2 separate regions of the Gossypium hirsutum genome follow, and region 1 is linked to region 2. A link is a contact called in public Hi-C data. All regions are on one chromosome and are shown on one strand. The core of a region is the stretch at or near the end of the contact, and the rest is flanking DNA. Distances in the headings are between cores, read along the strand shown.

The links. Hi-C and Micro-C count contacts between places; a contact is called where the count stands out from the background.
Region 1: a contact with region 2 is called in a Hi-C map of leaf, with 1.9 times the contacts expected there. The contact joins two enhancer-like sites. A contact is called at or near these places in 4 of 34 Hi-C or Micro-C datasets (all in leaf).

The regions. Positions count from the first base shown.
Region 1 is chrA05:13,477,453-13,484,541 of Gossypium_hirsutum_v2.1, forward strand. It overlaps LOC107958387 (protein Brevis radix-like 2), which reads left to right. Exons shown (of 5, transcript XM_016894151.2): 2 at 372-745; 3 at 1,970-2,105; 4 at 2,535-2,926; 5 at 3,049-3,658. The coding sequence ends at 3,127. Among protein-coding and RNA genes, the nearest start is that of LOC107958387, 5.5 kb to the left of the region's middle. Within about 2 kb of position 3,724, at least 3 of the 9 cell types and tissues checked have an H3K27ac peak or open chromatin away from gene starts, as enhancers often do. A contact at or near this core is called in leaf, where this site is marked.
Region 2 is chrA05:13,437,453-13,444,434 of Gossypium_hirsutum_v2.1, forward strand. No RefSeq gene overlaps it. Among protein-coding and RNA genes, the nearest start is that of LOC121229369, 12 kb to the right of the region's middle. Within about 2 kb of position 3,814, at least 2 of the 9 cell types and tissues checked have an H3K27ac peak or open chromatin away from gene starts, as enhancers often do. A contact at or near this core is called in leaf, where this site is marked.

The sequences.
Region 1 (7,089 bases), core at 2,474-4,973, 40 kb after region 2:
TTGCTATATGTTTATAAACATGTAGAAATTTGCACATCCTCTTATATTCGTTTTCTAAGAAAATGCGGGAAAACACGAGTGGCAATATTTGAAGTCATGCTTTGAATCCTATGGCTTTGAGGGGTTCAAGTTTCTTTATTTTTTCTGATGGAAAAATAAGCTGGGAATTGTTTTTTTCTGCTGCGTTGCTTTCCATTTTCTTAGGAAACAAACATAGTAGCCCGGAATCCGCCATGTTCTTAAATATTTATCAGTTTGTTTTCGAAACCCTGAGTTTGTTCTGTTTTCTAGTTTGTTCTTTTTTCCTTCTTTTTTCCCAATAGAGCAAGGCTTTAAGCAACAGCTAACTTTTCTTTTCATATAATTTCCAGATCAAGGACATTGCATTGAAAGCATCAGGAGCTTATAAAAGCTGTAAGCCTTGTTCAGGTTCATCAAACCATGACCGTAAGAACTATGCAGACTCCGATGCTGCCTCCGACTCAGCACGCTTCCATTGCCCTTACCGTAGAAGAGGAAGCTCGAATTCGACCCCCGGAAGTTGGGGCAAAGAGAAGGAATCAAGACTAAAAGGACTTTCCAGTGGTGCAGGTACCCCGGTTTCCGTTAGTGGCCGTACAGGATCGGCACTGTTTATGGAGGAAGATGAGCCTAAGGAATGGGTTGCACAAGTGGAGCCTGGTGTCTTAATCACTTTTGTCTCATTGCCTGAAGGAGGGAATGATCTGAAACGGATTCGATTCAGGTATTTTATTTATGTTTTTGGTATACATGATAGTGAAGGTTCTCATTTGTTTGAATATGATCACCTGATTTTTATTCTTGGTATTGAAATAGAGGCCATAATTGCATTGTCCTCTGTGGTTTGAACTTTTCTTTGTATACCAAATATCAGGTTTTGAAGTGTTGTTCTCGTTTCGTTTTGGAGTTGTCCCCTTGTAGTTTGGATTCATTCTTGGCTATTGGTTTTGGTATTGTAGGTTTCAATTTGTTGGATTGTCATTGCATGTGGTTAGTATGGTGGTGGTGGTGGTGGTGGTAATTGGAGCTGGGACCTTTTGACATTATCCTTTGTCATTTTATGTGTGATTATCACACTAAATTTTCATGTGAGGTTTCATGAGCGAAAATCTATATAGCATCATTGAAGCGGCCCCATATATGGGTCTCTCTTTATGGATTAGACCCACATTGCAAGTTGGCATTATAGCTTTCTTTGCATTTCTGGCGAATTATGGAAATAGCATGGGCAATCAGTCCATTGTTCCTACCAAAATAAGCTCAAGCTGAGCTGTATGGTTAAAGCAGTCGATCAGTATGTGACTCGTACTCCTTGGGCAGTTGGCCTTAATCGTGCTATGTGCCTAAGTTAATTTGACGTTGAGGTGACACTTAAGGCCAAGTTCTATGTGATCTTTCTGTAGACTGTTCACTGTAGTGTAACCCTAAAGGAGTAAATAAATGTCTCTTCGCATGTGATGTAGACTGTTCAGTGTAGGTGAATCTAGTGTAACCCTCAAGGATTGAAGTAATGTCTCTTCGATTGTGATGTAGACCCACCTTTTATGTGCTGATTAGATCGATAAATTGATGGGATATATACTTATGATAAATTATTGTATAGAGACCATCTTTAGACTATATAGCACAAAGAGCATTTTAGGTTTAATATTGTCAATTGGGAAGTTAAATATCTATGGCTTTGCTCGTCAATCACCTTCTTTTTCTTCATGGCATTTTGAATGGCAACCGATGTTCTTAATTATCTTATTAACGGGTTCAAGAGTAATCATGTGGCCCTAGGCTTCTCTAGTTCTGTTGAATAAACAACTATGTCTTCAATGGGTTCAAGTTTAAATATCAAAGCACTTGGTTTTTGTAACTTTGTTAAGTAATCAATTCCTTTCTGTAGTTTATTGTTCTTTGCTTGGACTGCTCATCTCCTTTTTCGTTTCTTGTTAAATATCAGTCGTGAGATGTTTAATAAATGGCAAGCTCAGAGGTGGTGGGCAGAGAACTATGACAAGGTCATGGAATTATACAATGTACAACGCTTTAATCGTCAAGCGGTTCCACTTCCAACTCCCCCTGGCTCTGAAGATAAAGTAAGTTTCTATAGCATGTCCTTTTAACTTTTTAGTTGTTCTTGGTTAAATCTTAGTTCTTGTTTAGTCAAGGGTTCAGCTTCATTCTGTTGACTTTTAAGTGATTTATAAAACTCTGTAACCATGATTCTGGATGATTTATTGGATACTTGCACTATTAGCTCGAAATTAAGAAATCTAATTAGCTGTATTTACTTACCCAACGTCCAAAACGATGTAATTAGTCACCTTTTTGCCTTGGTTTTTATTTTTCAGTTGACTATAGGTAATATTTTCAGGGTTTCAATCAATATTGTTCTTTTATGCTATAAAGCCCACTTTGGGGTTTACTCCTTTAAAAGGACTTTTGCCAGCATCTCACATTTTGTAAAATGACAGGTCCGTAAGTATTTTAGTTTTTAAAAATTAGTGTTTGTCTCTCCCTTTCAGGGATCAATAACTGAATCTGCAAAGGACAGTCCTGTGACTCCACCCCTGAACAAAGAACGCCCTCATAACTTTATCCGGCCAACAGGAATGGGCTATTCGTCATCAGACTCCCTGGATCACCACCCAATGCAATCCCATCAATGCTACGACTCAGCTGCTCTTGTTTCAACACCAATACTCTCCAGCATTTATGGAGCCAAGACTGAGACGTCATCGATAGATGGTTCTGTTAGAACTAGTTCATCACGAGAGGCAGATCAGTCTGGAGAGCTCTCCATCAGTAATGCCAGTGACATGGAAACCGAATGGGTTGAACAGGATGAACCAGGGGTTTACATCACTATTAGAGCACTTCCAGGTGGTACTCGGGAGCTTAGACGTGTCCGCTTCAGGTATGCAGTTTGTTTTTCATCTGTCTTGGACATAAAGCTAGCTAACAACTCCATTAATGTTAATTCAAGCATCATCTCGGAACAATAACAACCATTTTTCTTCCTTTGCATGTATGATGCAGCCGAGAAAAGTTCGGAGAAATGCATGCGAGGATGTGGTGGGAAGAAAACCGAGCCAGGATACAAGAACAATACTTGTGAGACATAGCAAAAGCAATTAGGTAGTGCATTTTCAAGTTTATCTCCTTTTTTTTTACCATTGGTATTTAGACAAATTATGTGTGCCTGAGACACAAGTTATCACAAAGCCTACTACATGAATGTACCAACTCTGATACCTGCCCAGTATTCAAGGAATGAAGACGCTAAGAACATAACCTGAGAAAAGGGAAGAAAAATAGAAATAGAGAATATGAGAGAGATTAATCAGAAGGCTTTTCCAAGGTTGGTTGCTCACTGAAGTTTGTGCTAAATTAAGTTGACAATGGCAAGCACCAAAATTCTATAGAGAAAAGATTATTCCCCTCTCATATTTTCTTATTCTTTTTTCCTTTCTCTGCTACTATTCTTCTTAGTGTATTTATTACTTGAAAATTAGGCACTCATCACTCTGCTTAGATTAGATATTAGATATATCCTCAAATAGATTTTTTTTCTTCTTTTTTTTTCCAATATTTGATTGGATGCTTTGGGGTTTCACAAATTAAAAGATGATTTATTTATTTGGTCCTATTTCAGGCAGAGCTCTACTTTTCACCCAAGAGAACCTATCTCAATTCGCATTTTGCAGTTCTTTTCCCCTTTGATATGGAGTGCTTATGGGCCTATGATCCACAGCACAACATATTGTGGGCTTCAAAGCCTTTCTTTTTAGGGAAATACATATTTTTAAAATACAACACATGAAAAAAAAATCCATGACTTTTTTTTCTCTAAATTTTATTATTATTTAAAAGGAAAAACTACCTAGGTTAGTGGACTTTTTGGATATTTTTATTTTAGTCACCTAAATATATTTTTTTAATTTATCACTATTGTTACAATAATTTATCATTTTGATAACCCATTCATTTTCTTAATAACGGAATTTGATGTGACATTATGTATTTTTTTATTCATTTTATTTCACATAAGTAATCGATTGACACGATAAATAAATGATTGAGATTAAAAAAAATGACATCTTGGGATTTTTAACCCAAAACTAAATAAAACGAGGCATTTGAATTTTTAATAAAAAAAAGGTAAATTTAAGGTAAAAAAAACCTAAAAACCAAACCACCACTTAAGGTTTGAATTGAAAAATGATTTTAGGGTAATCAAATGGGGGGTTTAAAAGTTAGTTCGATAGTATTGTTGTTGTTGATCGGTCTATTAGTGTTTAGGGTTTATTTGTAACAATCATTTGATAGCAATGGATGGGTGGAATAGTCAATCGAATTTGAAACCGAGTAGGGGGAATGGATTTAAAAATTTTACATTATTACATGGAAACTACTAGCCAGCTAGGAGCAATTATGTGGACATTATATATCATGCCACATCAATCTCTGTAAGTGAAAAACAAATGGGTGAAAAGATGATAAATTATTGTAACAAACATGATCAAATTGGAAGTTTTTTTAATTTGGATGGTCAAAATGAAAGTGCTCAAAAATTTGAGTGATCAACTTGATAGTTTACCTTTATTTAAGCCTTAACAATATTGCTAAAGTAGTCTTGACACTTGTAACACCCCTAACCCGTATCTGTCGCTAGAATAGAATTTCGGAGCATTACCGAGTAATTATAATCTAAACATACATTTCAAATATTTCAAAAACTAATCGTTTAACATGTTCAAAACACAATCAAACATATTCAAAACATGCCAAAACAATCATCCTAAGTGCCTGACCAATGTACCATCATTGGTACCACATTTATATCATCAAAATATCAATTAAATTAAAATTATAAACATGTCAAAATTCATCAATTTGACCTAACTCAAATCTGCCTAAGACATTAACTTAAATTCACATACACATCTAGATTTGGTTCAATTTACCATACCATAATATGGCTTCAAACACATGTTTATATGTGTATACCAAACCAACATTACATTTATAACCTCATTTACAATCCATCCACAAAATAATTATTATTTAAACATCCTAGTCTAGGTACATGCCGACACAAAAGATAAATATCACCACATTTGAGTTCAAGTTCGTTGTTGGATATTGAATCGACGATAAAAAATAAAATATCTAATCATGAATTTTGAGCTATTCGACGTCAATTTTATCCTTCTCATTTTTAGTCGAGGATTCCAGTACAATGTTAGCAATTAAATTTGAACAATTTGGAGCCCTAATGTCGTGCGTCTCCTTCTTTTCTTCTTTCTTTTTTCTTTTCTTTCTAATTTATATGGCTTTATCTTCTTCTTTTTTATTTGTTTTATTTTACATTAATTAATTATTATATAATATATATACATTTACTTACTTATTAAGTTTTCTCACTATTATAATATATAAAATAAATTTACACATAAATTATATAAATAATTCACTAATGTCGTGCACTTAATGGAATAAGATATAATTGCTTCTTTAGTCCTTTTAATTATTTTTTAATCTATAATTCAATTTCCACCTATACGTGATTTAGTCCTTATATATAATTACTTTTAATTCAAGTAAATTCACTTAACCGGAATCTAATTAACTATACAATTAGCTTCGTAAATATTTTTAATAAATATTTAAGAGTCTGATTTACAAGAACGGAGTTTCGGAAATGCACTTTCTGACATCTCTGACACTAATATGTATTACTTAAATTTTAATTTAATTTACTTGTACCAATTAATTTATTTAAATTTTAAAATTAGAAAATATAGTTGGTAAAGACGAAGGCTTTAGGTTCGTGACCCATCATGTACAATTATATATACAAGTTTTAGTTTCATCATATGTAGACCTCATTATGGATTAGGTCGGGTCATTGCTAAAATTTATCCTAGTTTTTTAGATTCAGCTCAAAATATATGTTTAAAATTTTGTTCAAATCTAACCTAGATAAAAAATGCTAAACTCAAGCCCAACTCGGCTCGCCTATATTAAATTTTTTATATAAAAAGAAATTTTAAAAAAAATTATACATCAAATGCACTAAAAACATTAAAATAAATGTTTCCCAACAAATTGAAAATGCATTAAAAAGTGTTTATACTTAAATAACATATAATTGCAACTTAGCAAGCATATGTCTTTAAAATAGTAACAAAATTAACAATTAAATAAGAGTTATACAATATTCAAACAACAACAACAAAATAGTAACAATATAATAGCAAAATGACAGCAAAACAACAACAAGCAACAATAAAACTGTAATGACCCAAAATTCATGGGCATCGGAAAAGTATAATATCGGGCCTCCGTCCTAGTAAATTGAGTCCGAAAATAATTATTAGAAATATTTACGAGACTAGTTGTGTGTTTAGTTAAGTTTTAGATAGGTGAATTTAGTTTAATTATGAGTAATTAGTAAAAAGGATTAAATTGAATAAAGAGTGAAAGCATAATTATAGATTAAAAGAAATCATAAGGGACCAAATAGGTAATTAAGCCTATTTTATTACATGAGGCGGCAAATGTGCATAAAAATCTTAGATTTTTATGACAATTAATTATAAAATATTAAATATATTATTACTATTATTATTAAATAAATTAAAATAAAGACATGATAAAGTAATACATGTGTAATTAAAGTATGTATATATTTGTAGTTTATAGATTTAATTTGCTTATTAATTAGTATAAGATATTTATTATTTATTATTAGTTATTAGTTATTATTAAATTAAAAGATATTTAATAATTAAATAATTAGTATAAGATTTTGGGTAATAATAAATTATGATTTTGCCAAGTGTGTGGTAAAAATAAAATACAAGTGTATTACATTTATTTATTTACTTGAAAATTAAGTAAAAGATAATTGTTAATTAAATAATAATATTATGAGATTTTTATTGATAAATTAGTTAGATTGAGACAAGTGTATGGTGATGAATTAATGCAAGAGTACTAATAAAATACATACATTTGTAATACTTATAATTAATTAATATAATATAAAGTAAATGAAATAAAAAAAAATAAAAA
Region 2 (6,982 bases), core at 2,564-5,063:
TATAGTGTTACATGGGTGGAGGTCCGCTGCCACAAAATTATTGAAACAATTTTGTCAAGCAATCTTTCATCATATAAGTCTTTATGGAACATGAAAGTTGAGCGATTGTTTTTGTTGGAGTTTTTAAGAAAATTTGCTATAAAAAAACAATAAAGACAAGAACAAAGTAGAAATAAATTTTGATGGAAAGTGTATTTTTTATTGAACTAAAAAACTAACACTTATACATCAAACAAAATTCAACAACCAATAACTAAAACAACTAAAACATTCATAAACGATAAATCTCTAAAAGTCAACACCAAAATGAAAATACCTAAAAATAACTAAATTATTTTGACTGAAATTGCTTGAGGCAAATCCTCAACACTGCTCCTTCCTTCAATTGCTGCAAATTCCAAGTATTTCTCTGAGAAATTCAAATTTCTGTTGTGGGGTATATGGAGCAGGGAGTTAGTGTTTAATCTCAACTTCTTCAGAAAACAGATTGAATTGATTAGATGTGTACTCCTTACCATTATCAGACTTTAAAGCTTGAATCTTACGGTCACTTTGAGTTTCAAACCATTGCTTGAATTTTTAAAACAAGCCAGCAACCTCTGACTTGAATTTGAGGAAATAAATCCAGCACATCCTAATATAGTCATCAATGAAACTATGCAATACTTACTCCCTTTGAGTGACGGAGGTTTTTAAGGTCCAATTAGGTCTATGTGGATTCATTTCAGCTCTCCAAGTCGCTTTTTTCAAAGGAAGTCTTGCGAGCTTACCAAATTGGCAAGTTTTGCAATATGGTATATTAGCTTCAAGATGAGGTAGCCCCTAAACCAGATCCTAATAGCATGATTTAAATGTCCAAGCCTTTTGTGTCACATTTCTGCATTGATCTTAGTTGCAGCATAGGTTTTTTGCTCCCGTTTTAAAGAATACAAAGTAAAGCTTTTTCCCTTCATCATTTTTTGAATACATCTTTACCTTCTGCATCCTTGATTTGACAATGATTGGTTTCAAAGACAACTTTGAAGCCCTTTTCAAGCAACTAACCAACACTAAACAAAATTTGATTTATATTAAGTACAAATAACAAATCATTGATTAGCTTTGTACCTGAGGGCATCTAATTGCCACAATGCCTTTGCCTTTAACAGTAAAATAGTCTCCATTAACAAATTGTATTTTAGAAACTATCGAAATATATAACTCCCTAAAGAGATCACGATCAAATGTCATATGGTTTGTGCCACCACTATCAATAAGACACTTTTCATTACCTCTCTTTCCACAATGCACACAAAGAGTAAAAACAAATTTTTTGTCTCCCTGATTTGACTGAACTCTTGCAAGCAGTGCACCCTCGACAGACCTTCAGACCTCTTCTTTGTTCTTGTGCTTTTAAAGCATTCAGTAATTCTGCCAATTCTAATTTTTGACATATTTTTAGCATTTTCCAAAGAAGAAATAGTTGCTTCAAATCCTTCAGGGATTGTTACAAAATTTTTTTGAACCAATCTAAAATCAATAAATTCAAGCCAAGTAATCTTACTTTGTTAGCAATGCTGAGTAATCTATCAGAATACTCTTTTAACTATCATGGAGTCTTTCATATTCTAAAGTTCAAATTCTCTTATTAAGTTGAGAATGTGCATTTCCTTTCCTTACATCTCCTTCATATTCTTCCTTCAAGAAATTCTAAACTTCAAATGCTGATTTCTTTTTGCCATAATTCTAACAAAGATTTCTGGTGAGTCTGCAGTAAATAATATAGTTCTAGCCTTGGACTTTTTTGTTTTCTTCTCCTTATGATTCTTTAGTTGCACCATGCTTGGATTTGCAGGCAAGGAGGAACTTCGTAGTATTCCTCAACAGCTTCCCAAAGATCATTTGTCTCCAATTAACCTCCATCCTCACTACCCATACATAATAGCCTTCCCAATTGAAAATAGGTGGAGTAAGTGCAGTGAAAAAGGTTTCTAAATCCATAAAAGAAAAAAAAAATCCTCTCAATGATATGTCCCTTTAAGAAGATGGTTCTTATATCAAATTGTTGAAGTTTTTGAGAAAACTTCCAGGAAAAGAAAAAACAACGAAGACAAGAATAAAGTAAAACTAATTTTTTTATGGAAAGTGTATTTTTTATTGAACTGGAAAACTAATACTTAGAGTAAAAATTCAACAATCAATGACTAAAAATAAGGAACTAAAAGATTCATAATCAATAAATCCTAAAAATCAGCAACAAATTTAAAATAACTAAAATAGCTAAATTATTTTGAGTGCAGTAGTTGAGACAAATGTTCAATAATTACAAGAAAAATAGGATAAAGGTAGAGAAATCATTCAAGTATAAGATGATAGAGCGTAGATAGGAATCTCGCCATGCGTCACGAATTGATGGTAGACTCAATTCTGACTAGTTTTCCACACTTATTTTCAGTAGTTGAAAATTATCATGCCTACTAGTGAAAAATTGGCTAGCTCTGGCTACCTTGTAGAGCAAACCAAATCTCCCAAAATCACACTGCGGGGTTTTTTATAAAATTAATTCAAAAAATTTAATTAATTACATAAATAATTTATTTTTTAATTAAACACGTAAATAACTTAAAATATATAATGAAAGCATGCCACATCAATAATTAGAATAAAAAAATATTTTTTAATGAAGCTATGTAAAATAGTCTTACCTGTATAAATATTAAAAAAATATTATAATTTTAAAAAAAATAAAAGAACTTTAAAAAGAATTTCTATTTTTTTATAGAGCTAAATAAATTGACCCCGTCAATTTTCAAAGCTGGCACCCCTTTTCCCAAAGAGGTTCTTTTTTCTTTAAATTTTTTTGAAATTTTAAATATATTAAACAATCTTTTTTGTCTTTACCTATTAAAAAGGATACTAAAAAATTAAAATTAGTTATACTCAACATTTTCTTTAACATTTTTATATTTAAAATTTTTAAATTTTTTAAAATTTTAAATATATTAAAAATATTTTTTCTCTTTACTATTAAAAATAGATTAAATATATTAAAATTTTAATTTATTTAAAATTTCAATATATTTAAAAAATATATTGAATATATTAAAATTTTAAAATGTTAAAGAAAATGTTGAGTATAACTAATTTTAAATTTTTAATATACTTAATATATTTAAATATATTAAAATTTTGAACATATTAAAAAAATTAAAAGTATAACTAATTTTAAAATTTTAAAATATTTTTTAATAGGTAAAGATAAAAAAGATTTTTTTAATATATTTAAAATTTTTAAAAACTTTAAAAAAAATCACATTGCAGCTTTGGAAACTGGTGGCGCCAATCTTTTTGGCTCCACTAGAAAATAATTTTTTTTTAAAGTCTGCCCATTTTTTTAAAATTTGTAGTATTTTCTTTTACATGATTGCTAACGTGATCTGTTGGTGGCATCAAACTCTTTAGCTATACCAAATTTCACTGTAAATTTTAAGTCATTTACGTGTCTTATAAAAAAATAGTCATTTATATAATTAATTAAAATTTTAGATTAATTTTATAAAAAAAGCCTCTGAATTGAACACAAATACAACCAGCTTAAGCTGGTTTCCACTGATTTTTTAGTATTCCTACATTTTTTTTTAAAGTCTAAAGGACATTTCATTGCGGATTTAAGGTTCTGATGGAATATATTGCAGAGATTATATATGTAGTCTTACCTTGGCAGAAGTGCACACAGAGAGATAAATTTGAAAATAAACCCATGCCTCTTAGTGGCTTTCTTTTTCAGCACTTCTATATGGAGATGGATGTAATATAATTGATAGTTTAAATTTATTAGTTGTTTGTAAGTTCGCTAGCTATCCAAGGGGCAAATAAAAGAGTAGCATTCCACGCTCAAGCAGAAGGAAGCAACAAAGTAGCATTCCACGCTCAAGCAGAAGGAAGCAACAAACATTTTGGTAATCTATACTTGACCAACGCATGCATTACACCATGAATCGGAGCAACATGAAGCTAGATACACAGTGCTAAACAAAGAGGTATATATCACACCCATTCACACTGGGCCAGCTTGATGAGAGGATTTGTAAATGTGAAGAACATAAGTTAAATGATAGAAGGAAAACATAAAATATAGAAGATCATAACATGAGTGGATCGACATATTTAAATTACTATATATCCACTTGTGTAGTATAAGGAAATTTCCTTATACAATAAACTTCAAAGTTTAAATTTATCCATGTTACAAAACCTTCGTTAAGCCAAAAATGAGTCCACCATTCCATTGTTACAAGATTGCCGAACCATTGGTGAGCAACTTCATGTACTACAACTATTGTAAGCTGACAAGAAGGAAATGTTACAACGAAAAATTTGTTGCTAAGTACCTTTTGGATTGATGGAAAAATATTCTTTTACTGCTGGAGTGCGCTTTTTTATAAAATTAACCTAAAAAATTAATTAATTACATAAATAATTTAATTTTTTTAATAAAATATGTAAATGACTTAAAATCTATAATGAAAGTTGGTAAAACTAAAGAGTTTGGCGCCATCAACTTGTCACATGAACAACCAAATTAAAAAAATTAATTTTTTTGTGTAAAATGGCGCCATCTATATAAATACCAGAGAAATATTATAATTTAAAAAAAAATAAAGGGACTTAAAATTTTTTTTTCCTTTTTTTGTGGAGCCAAATAAATTTAGCCACCAATGTTCAAAATTGTCCACCTTTTTCCTTTTAAAATTTTAAATATATTAAAAAAACCTTTTTTTTCTTTGCCTGTTAAAAAATATATTAAAATTTTAAAATTAATTATACTTCAAAATACATTTTCTTTAACATATTTAAAATTTTAATATATTTAAATTTTTTTAAGTTTTTTAAAAAAATTTTAAATATATTAAAAATATTTTTTCTCTTTACCTATTAAAAAATATATTAAAATTTAAAATTGGTTATACTTAATAATTTTTTAATATATTTAGTTTTTTTAAATATATTAAATATATTAAAATTTTAAATTAGTTATACTTAAAATTTTTTAATATATTTAAAATTTTAATATATTTAATTTTTTAAGTTTTTTAAAATTTTAAATATATTAAGAAAATTTTTTTTGTCTTCACTTATTAAAAATATATTTAAGTATATTAAAATTTTAAAATTAATTATACTTAACATTTTTTAATATATTTAAAATTTTAAAAAAACTTTAAAAATATCACATTTGGAAACATGTGGCACCAATTTATTTGACTCCAATAGAAAATAATTTTTTTTAAAATTCGCCTATTTTTCAAAAATTATAGTATTTTCTTAATATTTATATAAGTAGCATCATTTTATATTGCTGCACCAATTTTCGTTATAGATTTTAAATTATTTACATATTTAATTTAAAAATAAGTCATTTATATAATTAATTAAATTTTTTAAGTTAATTTTATAAAAAAGCCCTTTAGAGTGTGAATCTTTAGAAAGCATATCATTTTCTCGGTATGATAAATAATACAGTGGAAGGATTGTTTTCATGTTGTTTGAAACAAAAAATAAAAAAATAAAAAAAATCGAATCTAATCTAATCTGACGAGAAGAAATCAGAACATTTAAGAAAACAAAAATAACTAAAAAAAATTAAGAACAAATAAAAATAATAAATAAATAAACGAAAATTAAAACCAAAAACAAAGTGGAAATCTTTGTTGCATCTTCCGGCTCATAAGAGGTTAGAGTTCCCTTCAAAAGCAGAAATAATCTAATCGTCGAGTTCTGGTAGGATCCACTCTTTTTTTCGACCAGACACCAGAACGGAACGGCCACTTAGTTTTTCCAACGCAAGAGTTGAAGAGGTTTCGCCAGTAGGCACCGTCGAAGTGTTTGAGGGCGGTCATATCGTGGTGGACGTCGAGCAGAGAACCTGATCGGGATCGGTAGACAATCTCATCGAGAGAGTAAGATTCATCACATGATGAAGGGTCGGAAATGACGGTGAATGGCACGTATTTGGCGGTACAACAAGGGTGGTCGGTTGTGGGGGTGGAATGTTGTGGAGACGAGCTTATTCACGGATGTTATGGTGGAGCTTGAGGGGTTGTGTCGGCTTCGGGGGCGGCAGCTTCACAGTCGATGTCGGTGGAGAAGCGAATGCATTGTCGAGATCGGAAGTGGAAGCTTTGATGCAATGGAAGTAAGGTTTGGGGACAAAATGAGCGGAGGTGAAACGAGAAAAAGCCACCATTTTTGAAAGTGGGCGGAGTCTGAGTGAGTGATCTGAGACTGGGGCCTTTTCACTATTTTGGGCTTATATAGAAATGGGAATCATCTATTACTGACCAACAATGCTAACGCTTATTGTCAAATTAGCAATCAAATTAAATTTAAGATTTTCATCAACGAATTATTAAGTTAAAAAAAAAACAAACTTAAAACTTCATAATGAGTTAATCCTATTTTCAGAAAAAGGAATTACTTTTTAACTTTTAAATTTTACTGAGCTTAAAAAAAAACAATTTATCAATAATAGTTGGACTCTCGATATCTAAGCGCATTGGTTAAGATTCCCATTTCTTGTTTACATAACAAATCAGACCTTTATGGTGTCCATGTTTTTAAGGTTTGAGTCTCCATATTATTATGGGAAAATGTCATGGATGAATTTTCTTTTTTACATTTCATCATGTATAAATTTTTTAATTTAATTTCATTTAAATCTGAATATATTTTTATTTTCAATCAATTGTATTTTTAAAAAAAGCAGCTTCATTTATTCATAACATAAAGTAACAAAAACTGAAGAAACAGCTGGAATTTGAAGAAGCTGAAAAGCCTTTGGTTTCCCCGTATAAAATCCAAACAGACAATGGCAATTTGGAGAAGCTACTAGGAAAACGAAATCCATTGATCCATCCACAGCTTGCCTCATGCTGCATTGCATTCGAGATTTAACTCTCTTTTGTAAGATCATTTAAAAGACCGACATGAATTTGGAGATGTA